Regions from separate parts of the Mus musculus genome. Here region 2 is linked to region 1. The links are chromatin contacts, called in public HiChIP or PLAC-seq maps. All regions are on one chromosome and are shown on one strand. The core of a region is the stretch at or near the end of the contact, and the rest is flanking DNA. Distances in the headings are between cores, read along the strand shown. Region 1 overlaps Eif4e (eukaryotic translation initiation factor 4E). Region 2 overlaps Tspan5 (tetraspanin 5).

Region 1 (6,401 bases), core at 2,781-5,280:
CAGAAAAACTACTCAGCAGAAAGCTTACCTGTTCTGTAGAGGGTGTTTAATATAGTGCTCTGGGTTAGCAACCTCCTGATTAGACTCTGTTTTTTCCTCTTCTGCAGGTGGGGGATTAGTGGTAGGGGTGGTTTCCTAATGGGAAATAATATTAAGTAGGATTTTTAAGTTTTTAAATATAACTATGACAACAATACCATAAACAAACTTGATCCAACGACAGAGAACAGTTAACTTCTAAGACAAATGACAGACCCTCTCTAGGAGAATCGGGCTACTCTACTGCTTCATGACAAAAAAAGTTTCTCAAACTTAAGTGATTTTATAAAATGTACACCACCCTCCTATTTGCACATTTTTAAAATCAAAGAGTATACATAAAGTTCAATGATCCGACGCTCTTACCAGATGTTAAAGTATTATATAAGAGCTAATGGCATAGGCAACAGACAAGCATATGTCTAGCATGCATGGAGCAGCGGGTTCTATTCCCAGGTCTACCAACAATAAAGACATACTCTACGTTAATGAGGTAGAGAGGATTAAAGCTATACTCTGACAAGTTTAACAAATACATGGAAATGGTGAAAAATAAAAGTGATCAAGTCAGTAATACAGAAGTCCTTGGTAACTTCATGTCAGACTCATTGCTTGAAAGAACAGCTGTTTGGAATTCTCAACAGGCAATAATGTAAGAAGGTGGACACTGACTTGAACTTCAGTCTTCTTTTAGGCTATACATAATAGTCACCTAAACTATGCAAAAGGAGTCTGGGAATAATTTAAGTGTTTCCCATTTGTTCCCTTGTTGTTTCCTCGGCCTGCTATAAGCTGATCTTAACTAATAGCCAAGGAAGCCACCAGAAGCTAAAGCGAAGGCTAGAATAGAGTGCGGGAACACTCCCCGCCCCCATACACACAACTGTACACACACACAACTGCACACACAACTATATTTGGTTATCAGATTTAAAAAAAAAAAAAAGAGAAACTTTTTAAAGATGTATTCTTACATGTGTGAGTGCTTTGCCTGGAGTGTATCTGTATTCCCAGAGTGCAATGTTTACTAAAGGCCAGAACAGGCTGTTATTTCCAGCCATGTGAGAGATGGAGATTGAACCAGGGTCCTTGTAGAAGAGCAGCAGCCAGAGCTCTTAAATGCTCAGCCATCTCTCAGCTTCCATTTTTAATATTTTTATTTAATTTATAGACTTCTCGGCTCTAGGCATCAAACCTAAGCCTTTTCTTGTATGCCTTAGATAACACTTGAATTATACTCCCAGTGCAACTATCTATCAGCTTTAAACTGACCCGAGACAAGTACTGTATGTGCTAAAAGACTTCAACTACTCAATTTAAAACATACTTTTTAAAGCAGCCTGTAATATGTTCAGAAGCTTTATTCTCTGCATCCATAAAAATTATTCAGGGATCAGATACTACAAACCCAAACCTGATGTTCAAAGTTCTATCCCTGGAACTTACATATCGTCCAACATGGTGGCGAGCATCTGAGTCCAGTTATTTCTCAGATGAGATGAGAAACAGGCAGAAGAACCACTCAGTCTCAAAGCTAGCTGGCCTGTAAGCTAGCTGGCCTGTAAGCTAGCTGGCCTGTAAGCTAGCTAGCTTTGAGACTACGTTAAACAGGTATGGGTACAGACAGCATTACATGCATACACCACAATAAACACACTAAGACAGACACCATCTTAAAAATAAAGAGGCTGGTCAGATAGCTTGGCAGGTTAAATGTTCCCTACCAAGTCTGTGAACCTGATTTCAAACCCTGGGCACCCACGTCGTAGAAGGCTCCTTCCTACAAGTTCTCTTGATATTCACCCCACCCTCACATACACAAACACATTAACTATGTTTGATTTTGCTCACTAGATTACCAGCGGCCATGGTACTTAAGCATAAATTATGAACTTAGTAACTAAACAAATGTAAACATGTATATAGACTAACCAAGACCCTAAAATTTACATATAGTCAACTCCTTAATGAGTAAAATCATTAACATGTCCTCAGTAGCCAACTTAAGTATTCAAAGAGCAGAGTGCTCTGAACAGCATGCTCTCCCTGACTAGCTTAGAATCACAGTGCTGTACAGACACACACTAGGTGGGGGCTCCATGGTTTTGGAGAGGGGAATAGCGGTGATGGACTTGCTAACAATGCACTAGACAGAATGAGGGGCAGAAAAGTGAGCCACAAAAAGCCATGCATAGATAGATCCTCGGTCCTATGGTGACTCGGAGGGCGTGTCATAGTGTGACTTTGTGCAGTTTACAGAGAACACAGTCAAATTCTCTGGGGCACAGTGAAATTTGAATTTCAGGGGAAATTCAAGTCCTTATAGTCAGAGTCTCTTTCAGCTTCCAGATTAAACCAGAAGAAAGTCATATCATAGGAATAAAAGTCATGGCACTATGGGTAAGGTCTAAGTCTTAAATATAAAACAAATCTTGATAGTGTCAAGACTTCTATCTATAGACTAACAGCCTCCAGAAATAAAACTTCACTCTTCAGAGAGAACACAATCTTGAGCCTATGTATTAAGCTCACAATCTACCAATTAATCAAATATTGCATGGTAAAGAATTTAAGTGACTAAATATTCAAAAGATTTTTAAGTCTAAAGACAATTCAGATAACAGTTATCAGGCAAAGACTTAACCACAATTAGCATTGAGATACAAATTATCCCATGTAAAGTTTTTAGATTTACTTTATATGTATATGAGTGTCTTGCCTGCACATATGTATGTGCACTATATTTATGTGCACAATAGCCACATCAGGTCCCCTAGACCTAAAATTACAGATGGCAGTGTGGGTGCTGGGAAGCAAGGTTGTCTGGCAGAGCTACCAGTGCTCCTAACCACAAAAGCATCATTCCAGCCCTTAAATTTTTTTTTTTTTTTTTGAGACAGGGTAGCCCTGGCTGGACTGGAAGACGTGCCCACTATTGCATTCTGCATGCTGGAATTAAAACTATATGCCACGACATGCAGCTAAATACAAACTTATTTTTAAGGTTGTTTCCTACAGAGTACAGATGCTAGGACTGTATTGCATTTATAAAATGTTTAAAAACAAGCTTCAAACTTCTTGGATGTATCCAAGGCTGGAGAGATGGTTCAAGGGTAAAGAGCACTGACTGGCTGTTCTTCCAGAGGGCCTAGGTTCAATTCCCAGAAACCACAGGCAGCTCACAACCATCTGTGATTCCAGTTCCAGGAGATTCAACACCCTTACAAAGACGTACATGGAGGCAAAACACCAATGCACATAAAATTTAAAAAGTAATTCATAAAAGTTGTTTTAAAGTAAAGTGAATCATTTGGACAAAAAGTAAAGGCTAACTTAATAGATGGCTACTCTCAAAATAATCTAACACATTTTAGCCTAATTGACAGCCTGCCCTTGAAAGGTCACAGAATAAAATAATAAGTGCATTACACAAGGGTAGACCTTAAGGAAGAATAAAACCATAGGATGGTGTTATGTTTACTCTCTAGAAGATCATATCCAAAGTCCCTGAAAGTGGGGTGAGTTTGGATGGTATACTGCAGTGACTGTGAAGGCCTCGGATGTCAAGCTAAGAAAGCACGCCTCAGCTGTTGGGTAAGCAGTGGAAGCCACTAACTAGCAGATCAAAGAGATTAAATATCAGTGGCAAGTAAGGGAAGAGAAAAATATCGTCAGTTCAAACACAAAGGGTAGCCTGGTTTTAGATCAGCTGAGTTTATATGGGTCACATACAATGTTCAGTAATGTGCTTGAGTAAGCTGCTGTACCAACAGCAGAAAGTTGTAAAAAATAAAATTAAAAAAAAAAAAGGAAAAGCCTTGCAAGAGCAGGACAAATCCAACAGCTAGCTGCAAAACCTCAAGCCTTCTCAACATTCTGTAAAAAAACTATCACACCAACAAGTTAATACTATCAATGTGTCACAGTCCTAATGTTATTTGGCTAAGTATTTCCTGCAGCTGTTTTCTCTAATAAATGTGATGAAATTTTAGTCTCACTTTCATCACATCAATTTTGTGTCGGTTCACAAAATCCTGGTATGCTTAAAACCTGGTATAAGGTTTTAATATTCAAACTGTCACCAACTTGCAATGTGAATATGCATTTAAACCATCTTTTCTGGAAATGAATATTGCCCTCCAAGCCCCTGATTGGTGACTACTACCTCCATCCCACAAAGAACTGAGGCTTTCTCTTTCATTTTAGGGAAGATCACACAACTTTTAATCTTCATTTGAAGTGTACAAAATTCCTCCGTTCAGTCCACGGCTTTCCTGGCACATGGCTTTCCTAGATTCAAAGCAGTAACTCCAAGTGCGACCTGCACACTATATTTACTGCTGGTCTACATACTTGTGATGGTCGACAGGGAAGTTAAGCTATTGAAATGTAAAGCAAACATTTGGAAACATTTACTGCATTTTACAGTAATTATATATCTACTAAAATCAGTCACATACATTTTTCAGAGTACATGTCATTTGTAAAAGCAGTACCTTTTTTTTTTTTTTTTTTAGAGCCAAGGTCTCAAAAAAGCTGGCCTCAAAAAGATTAGGTAGCAGAGGTCAGATGAGACTCTACCATCCAAGTGCACTTCACTAAATCTGACTTCTATCAACAACACAAGTTTTTCACCACTATGTGGGATATGCTGGGCTCAATTCATATCTACAGCCATCTGGAACCCCAGCTTTGCCATTCATTTTGTATAATTCTGAGAATGTAACATTTTCTGAACCTTCTTTTTCTCTTCATCAGATGGGTATTACAGCACCTATCACTGCTGGGTCCAGATGAACCAATAGATGCAAAGCCTTCCTTCCACCACTGTCAGTTCTCAATGAATGTACCAGGGACAAATCTTTGGGCATTTCTATTACAGACCTGGCATGTCCTTGTATCTGGAATGGTTCCAGAATTATAAACTTTAATCCTCTTTAAAAACAAAACAACAAAACTTATGGGTTATGTGCACATGAATGCAGTGCCCAAAGCCAGAGGCATTGGATCCCTCCTGGAGCTGGTGTTACAAACTGTATCAATGTGGATGCTGGGAACTGAACTCAGGTATTGTAGAAGTCTATACCACCAAACCACCTTTCCACCTCTTCCTTTACCATTTCTTAAACAAACAAACAAACAAACAAACAAAACTAATTGTATGGTTTCATGGTGTGATGGTTTGTATATGCTTGGCCCAAGGAGTGGCACTATTAGGAGGTGTGGCCTTGTTGGGACAGGTGTGTCGTCGTGGGTGTGGGCTCTAAGACCCTCATCCCAGCTGCCTGGAAGTGCATCTCCTCATAGTAGCCTTCAGATGAAGATGTAGAACTCTCAGCTTCTCCTGCACCACGCCTGCCTAGATGCTACCATGCTCCCACTTTGATGATAATGGACTGAGCCTCCAAACCTGTGAGCCAGCCACAATTAAATGTTGTCCTTATAAGAGTTGCATTTGTCATGGTGTCTGTTCACAGCAGTAAAACCCTAAGACACATGGCTTTCTATTCTTCGAATATTTGAGGTATTGCTATATGTGTAGAGATTGTACTGCGTATGTTATGATTTTGAAAAGAGGAAAGAACTATGATACATCCTGCTCACCTCTCCTCTCTGAATAATGTGTACTTAATACCTCTGGGTAGCCAGCCACTAGAAGGAATCACTTTATCCCTCCCAGAGCAAAAAGCCCAGCACTGAAGTCACTCTACTGTGGCTGTCCTGCTCCCTTCTTTCCTGTTCTGCAGCTTCAATACTTCTGGCCTGTATTCTGTATTTTTCTGCCTTGATAAACTATTGAATGGCTAGAACATAATATGGAGCTGAACTATTTATTGATGAGGAATATAATGGATAATGAAGTCAAGCACCACACTAAAGATCGAAAGAGGAAAAAGAAATAGTGTTTGATGTATTTATAATGCTCACCTATCATTCTGTGGCTATAAGCAATGCTCCATCTAACAACTTTTGTTTTCCAAGCCCTGCCCTCACTACACAGTTTTCCTAATAGCATCACATGCAATCCCAGATCTACCTATTTCTGACGGACTAGGGGGAAATATTACAAAGTATGTACAGAGGGAATCTATTGCCCAAATCCAGTTGTAGTCCCTATTTGACAATTCCTTTTATTTTAATTAGTGTGAAACTTTTCTAGAACAGGGATTTAAGTGATTAAAACTCCCTCTAAGCATCAATTTCCTTAATTGCAAAATAAAGAAGGGTCTGGCATGCAAGTGATGGACAGCTGACAACTACAGTTAGCCATGGGCAGTTTCAGTGCTGTGAATTGGGAAGAGGCAGCAGATGAGGCATATCAAACAAGATTCCTTCCCAAGCTCTGGGGTGGTCTGACTGAC
Region 2 (6,401 bases), core at 1,982-4,481, 330 kb before region 1:
CAAATCCCAGCAACCACATGGTGGCTCACAAACGTCTGTAATGGGATCCGATGTTCTCTTCTGGTGTGTCTGTAGACAGTTACAGTGTACTCATGTACATAAAATAAATAAATCTTAAAAAAGACAAAGAAAAGCAGCACAAGAGCAGGGGGGATTCCAGCTATTTCCTGGGCATACAAGCTGGTGGCCCCCGCCCTTTGGGATGGAGGTGCAAGGAGTGGAAGTTCACGGCCATCCTTAGCTACACAGTGAATTCAAAGCCAGGCCATACAGGAAACTCGAAACAAAATATCAAGGTGGAAAGAAAACTAACAAGGACTAAAAGAGAAAGTTCTACTTGAGTTTTTAATCTGGACCCAGAGAGTCTTGCTTTGATGCTCCTGAAGATTTTAACAGAGCCTGTCTAAAACTAAAGCTCACACTTCATGCTGGAAAGAGGGAAGGGCTGTTTAGGGACATCAGAGAAGAAGAGTGAAAGAAGTACTACGTCTCAACTGATGCCTTCTCCAGGCTAGCTGGTGACCCATGTCAGCAGCAATTAAGGCTGGTCCTGGCTCATTCATGAGAACTGGCTTTCAACTCAGCATTAGCAAAGAGATGAGCAGTCTGGATGGAACCTGGGGACTCTGGTAGCGACATCACTGGCCAGCAATACTACCACGGCTTACGTCCTAATTCTGCACGTAAAGTTGACTATCTTAGCTTTGGAGTTTAAACACTAACTTTTAAATCTTGAAACTTATTTTTTAAAAACGAGCACAAACCGTCCTCTGGCGACTGTCCCTCCAATAGCCAGAGCTGACATGACAAGCACACACACATGGCCTAGCACTGGAATGTGACAAGTTTTTATCCTTCTCCTACCTGTATGCTCCAGGCATGGAGGGGGTAGTGAGGCCAATGATGTTGACCTTGGCAGAAGTCAGAAAATGCCACTCTGAGATGCTGAGTCTAGGTGGAGGGAGAGTGGAGTGACTGGTCACCTGTGCTTAGGGTGACAAGGAAGGGAGATTCTGACCCCCTTGGGGGGTCGGGGGGAAGCAGATGCAGAAAGAGAAGGGATGAGAATAAGGGAAAATAATGGTGGTGTGTGTGTGTGTGTGTGTGTGTGTGTGTGTGCGATTAAGAATATTAAGATTATAATAATAGGAGCTGATGTAAATTAGCACACATTCCTAAACTTGCCTCATATTCATGCTGCAATCCAGCTCAGATTACGGCTGTCCCAGCAAGCAAGAGAGGAAAGCCGAATCACTCATAACATAAAGCGCTGCTCTAAACACGAGATACAGCTCAGTCCATTACAAACGTGAAAGCAACAAGTGTTTTCAACAAATCGCCACTCCAGAAACTGGACAACCAGCTTTTGTTATTTTGTCTTTTTTTTTTTCTTCAGAGCTATGTATACGTATGCATGTATGTGTGCCAACCTGATGTGTGGGAAGTATGTAGAAGACAGGCGTTGACACTAGACTTTTTTTTTTTTTTTTGTCAACTGCTTCTCCATCATTTTTGTTTGTTTGTTTTTAGAGACAGAGTCCTTTCCTGAACCTGGAGTTTACCATTTTGGCTATACTGTCTAGTGAGATCCTGGCATCTTGTGACCTCCCAGTGCCAGACTTAAAAGTGTGTGCCATCTTGTCCTGATCTTAACGGACGCTGGGGATCTGGATTTAGGTCCTTGCCGGTGCACAGTAACCACTTTGCCCTCTGACCCACCTCCCTCCCCAGACACGGCAATTCTGTTTTTAATTCTTCATTTGAAGCAATGTCAGTATGTAGTTCAGGTTGGCCTCAAAGTCAACGTGCAATCCAGGCAGGGCTTGAACTCAGTGTGATCCTCCTGTTGTAGCCTCTTAGATGTTTGGATTATCTCTATATACTATTTCACATGGCTCCTAGCTTTATAGATTAATTCATTTTTTGAGGGACCTCTATTCCTTTCTTCATAACGGCTCTTCTAATTTATATTTTTACCAACACTGTGCAAGGGTTCACTTTCCACACCTTCATTAGCACTTGTTATTATCTTTCATCTGGCAAAATTGTTTTGCATCTCAGTTTCTCTGCTTACTGCCTATGTGATTGTAGGCAAGCCGCCTCACCTGCCTAAGCCTCAATTTACACATCCGTGAAATTATAGCATATGCCATAAGGTGATTATGAGAACGAGATAGATCAAGTAAATGCAAACACTCTGCGCGAAATACCTGGCACAGAAAAGAATCCAGTGACAGCTTAGCTCTATCATCCACATCTCTATTACGTTAGGACAAGGGGATGCCACCACATCCACGGGTACATCTGAGAGGAAGGATGCTCTGGCTGGGTTTGTGTGTCAACTCGACACAAGCTGGAGTGAGCAGAGAGGAAGGAGCCCAGTTAGCCAGCTGAGGAAATGACTCCAGGAGATCCAGCTGTAAGGCATTTCCTCCTTTAGTGATCAACGTGGGAGTTGGCATCCCCTGGGCTAGCGGTCCTGGGTTCTGTAAGAAAGCAGGGTGATCAAGCCACAGCAAGGAAGCAAGGAAGCAGGAAGCCAGTAAGCGGTGCACCTCCATGGCCTCTGTATCAGCTCCTGTTTCCAAGATCCTGCTTCAGTTCCTGCCCTGACTTCCTCTGGTGATAAGTAGCAATGTGGAAGTGGAAGCTGAATAAACCCTTTCCTGCCCAACTTGCTTTTTGGTCATGCTATTTTGTCTCAGCAAAAGAAACCCTAAGACACTCGCTCTCACTCGCACGTATACACATACGCACGCACGCACGCGCTACCAGAGAGGAATCTCTTGCTCCAAGTACTTCCCCTGCCTGGTGCCTAAGGAAATCTGAGGCCACTCTGTTGATTTCACAAAGTGAGGCAAAAGTATCTGGAGCTCGCTAATTGGATCTTTGCGGGACAGGGTAGGGGGTAAAAATAATAGAAGCTTGTACAGAGGAGGGCAGAGGGGAGAACCAGGAGGGAGCAAAAGCAGGACTAGGTAAAAGCTTCTATGGGTACCCAGAAGCGGCACAGCGGGAGGAAGAAGACGGAGAAGTCACAGCCTCAAGGGGACCCTGCCCAAGCAGCAGCTGGATCCTTCTGCAGCCAGGGAGCTGACAGCACATGGTGGCGGTTGGACTCAGAACTCTGCAGTGACCTTCTTATGGTTGCTCAACTCCAGTCTGTCCGCATAAGCTCCGGTAAGAGGGTGGAAACATCCGCCAACCTTCGTCCCCACCGCGTCACCAGCACCTCATCCGCCCAGCCATCTCTGCTGCTGAAGCAGCATCTTCTTCACGGTTCCCGCAAGAGAGGAGTCTGTTCTGGGTAACAATTTCTTCTTCAAAGAAGTTGCTTTTTGCAAGCGCCAGAAACAAAAAAAGGCAAACAAAGCTGCGGTGTGTTCCAAGCCAATACACTTCAGGAGTGTCTGTGGTTTTCCTCAGCGCCAGCACAGAGCAGCCTCTGTGTGCCACCTGGCAGGCTGCAGTTTCTTCTGTCAACCCACACAGAGAAGAACTGCAAAAAAATAGCAGGAACGCACCCCGGGGTCTGGGGCTCTCCTGTCTTTTCATAAACAAGCAGATTCCTTCCAACGGCTGGACGAGAAACAGAGAGGCAGGCATATGAAATGTGTACAAACCCAGACCAGTTGAATTCCGCTGAGATATTTCTGACACTGGGTCCTGATTCACCTATGCCCCACACACCAGGCCTTACCGTAATGGTGGGCCTGAAAACCTCCCCAGGATACGAGGGAAGGAGCCATTTCCATTGCTGACAATGGCGGGTGCGACATTTCAAAGAACATGCAGCTCCCCATAGAGGGGGTTGTCCTGGAGAATTGGAAATGTGTTTCTGAAGGATGTCCGCAGAAGGACCAGGCAGGGGACTATGGAAACACATCAAAGGCCCTCCAAGAATGTGCCATGGCAGTCATTTTGTAAAAACCCAAGTCTCCATCTACGGGATGGATGAACTGCGCAGAGGCCAGAGGGGGTAGGGGATGAAGAGTGCCAGGAGAGCGTGTCAGGAGATGTGATGGGGCGAGAGCAGCCTAGCTCACACCTAGTAGAAAAGCTCACAAGCAGGAAAGCCAACTGCTTCAAAGGCACAAGATCCCTTCCATTTTACCTTGTCAAGCAAGTTCATCAGAGTGACTCAAGTAATCCTTTCTTGCAAAATTAAAAAAAAAAAATCGTCATGAGGTATCTTTGAAGAGATGAAGAGGGTTACGATCATCTTTTAAGCCTATACAGAATCTAGCAGTCAAGCAGCTGTTGGGAGGACAGCTGGGCCAAGTTCCACAGGCTGGCATTGCTCACAGGTAGGGAAGACACAGTCCCCGCCCCCACGAGTGAGTGACTGTCCCGCAGACACAGCTCCACACAGAAGTGTCCCCACATGCTAAGGTCCCTGTGTTCCTTGCCGCTTGCTGGATTCTTTCATGTATCTATTTAGAAGGCAGAAAATATACTTAGGAACATTCTAGTCTTAAACAGAATATTTAAACAGAAAAAGCAATAGAAGCTCTGTTTAGGACTGAACGCCTCTCCAGCCCATTAGTATGTTGAAACATAATCACCACCAATTGTTGAAGATGATATCTTGAAGGATATTAGGCTAGGAGAAGGCCATGAGACTAGAACCCCAATGCCCTGACAGGGGTCCTTGTAAGAAGAGGAAGAGAGCAGAGCCTGGCCTCTCTCATCCTGCCCTGTGCAGATGCAGTGCGGATTCACCCATCTGCAGACTAGGACGACAGACAGTCTTCTCTTGGAATGGAACCAGCCAGCGCCTTGATGTAGACGGCCATCCTTCTCAGGGCTGTGAGGGACCAAGGGCTATCATTCGTCATTTAGTCCACAGTGTAGTATCTTGTCTTAGTCTGCAGTCTGAAGTTGAGATGCCAAGGACTCCATCAGTCTTGGCCATTTAGAGTAAGATCCAGTGACAGCCTACAGCCTGTCCACAGGGAGAGGCTATGGGCAGCTATCCAAGAGTGCTGCCATGTGCTCGGAGATGGAAGGCCATGTCAGCAGACTTGAGACGCAGAAACAACTTGGTCAACAGGGTCTCTGGATGTGACAAATGACGAAGACAGAATAGGGTGTCTGGATGGGACTGGACCTGCCCTGCGGATGCTCAGGAGAGGAGAGCCCAGGCACTTCTGTACCAGGAAGCTCCATGTAGGCAGTGGCTAGGCACCACGGACGCAGCTGGTGGGCCAGTTGTGGAGAAGGCCCAGTCCTGAGAGCCACCCTGCTGAGACCTGCATTACTTTACTCTCATGACAAACCTATAACCTGGGTACTCCAGGTGGGGAAACAGACAGAAAGTGAGAGAGGTCAACCTGCCAAATCACTGAAGGGAGAAACCTCCCTTCCCCTGTAGGGATGTCTATCTAGGTCACATGGCCACTGAGCTGTAAGTCCTGTCCCCTTGGTATTCCCTACTGAATAACAAGCACGGCCCCAGAAGTTGTCTGCCTAGTAGCAGAGGCTGTGTTAGAGAAGGCAGGGGAGACTGGAAATCCAAAAGGCACAGGCAGGATCAAGGAAGGGCTCTTTCCTATTCTGGGAAGTGGAGTCCTCTCATCCCCTGTTAACAGCCATAAAACTCTCCCTTTCAACAGTTAGGGAGGCCACTCCTCCCCTTGCCCTGCCTGCCGGGAACTAAGTAATAATGAGCAGAAAAGCAGACAAAAGCAGGCGAGGGAAAACACCTAATTCTCTAACAAAACAAGGTATCATACGGAGTCCCCTTCTTAACAAGAGAAACGAGAGGCCATTTCCCAGAACTTCCAAGCCTGCTATTTCAAAGGCTGTGTCACTCATACCAGATATCAGAAACAAACCAGGTGTAATTTACCTCCTTTTATGTAGTAAGAAATGTGAAAGTAGTCCATTCACGAGAAATCTTAGGGAACTACTGACTTCTGTTGCTCAATGAGAGAGGCCATGGAATAGCCAGGGCTTAAAATAATGTTCATCTCCTCACTGATGAATGGTTCAGAGATCATATTTCTTATCACTGCATTTAATACTGGGTCTTGTTATGTGGCCTCAGATGACCTCAAATTTATAACCATCTTTCTTACACTACCCTGCCAGGTGCTGGAATTACAGGCATCCACCACCCTGTGGATGCCCTGTGTAAACAACATGTTTTCTTTCTTGTTTCCCCATTTCCCACTTTTTCTTTCTTTGAGATGGGATTTCATGTAGCCTCAACTACAAAGCCAAGAACTGCCTTTAACTCATGGCCCTCCCAAATCCACCTCCAGAGTGATAGGAATAAAGGTATAGATTACCATATCAGGATTATGTACCAGAGATGGCCCCCAGGGACTTGAGAACCCCAGGGAACCACTATGCCACCCGAGCTACATCTCCAGCCCCTGGAGAGCATTTCTCGATCA

The links. HiChIP or PLAC-seq counts read pairs in DNA pulled down with a chosen protein or histone mark.
Region 2: an H3K27ac HiChIP or PLAC-seq map of T-cell acute lymphoblastic leukemia shows a contact between it and region 1, with 3 times the contacts expected there. The contact joins two enhancer-like sites. A contact is called at or near these places in 1 of 15 datasets of contacts at CTCF or cohesin (the NIH/3T3 cell line), 2 of 115 datasets of contacts at active chromatin or transcription factors (T-cell acute lymphoblastic leukemia and cardiomyocytes) and 2 of 9 other capture datasets (adipose tissue and embryonic stem cells).

Annotation. Positions count from the first base shown.
Region 1 is chr3:138,540,055-138,546,455 of GRCm38.p6, reverse strand. Eif4e (eukaryotic translation initiation factor 4E) reads right to left here. Exons shown (of 8, transcript NM_007917.4): 3 at 29-135. Among named protein-coding and RNA genes, the nearest start is that of Mir1956, 17 kb to the right of the region's middle. Within about 2 kb of position 4,030, at least 35 of the 459 cell types and tissues checked have an H3K27ac peak or open chromatin away from gene starts, as enhancers often do. A contact at or near this core is called in T-cell acute lymphoblastic leukemia, where this site is marked.
Region 2 is chr3:138,874,056-138,880,456 of GRCm38.p6, reverse strand. All of the region lies in intron 2 of Tspan5 (tetraspanin 5), which reads right to left. Among named protein-coding and RNA genes, the nearest start is that of Tspan5, 140 kb to the right of the region's middle. Within about 2 kb of position 3,231, at least 65 of the 459 cell types and tissues checked have an H3K27ac peak or open chromatin away from gene starts, as enhancers often do. A contact at or near this core is called in T-cell acute lymphoblastic leukemia, where this site is marked.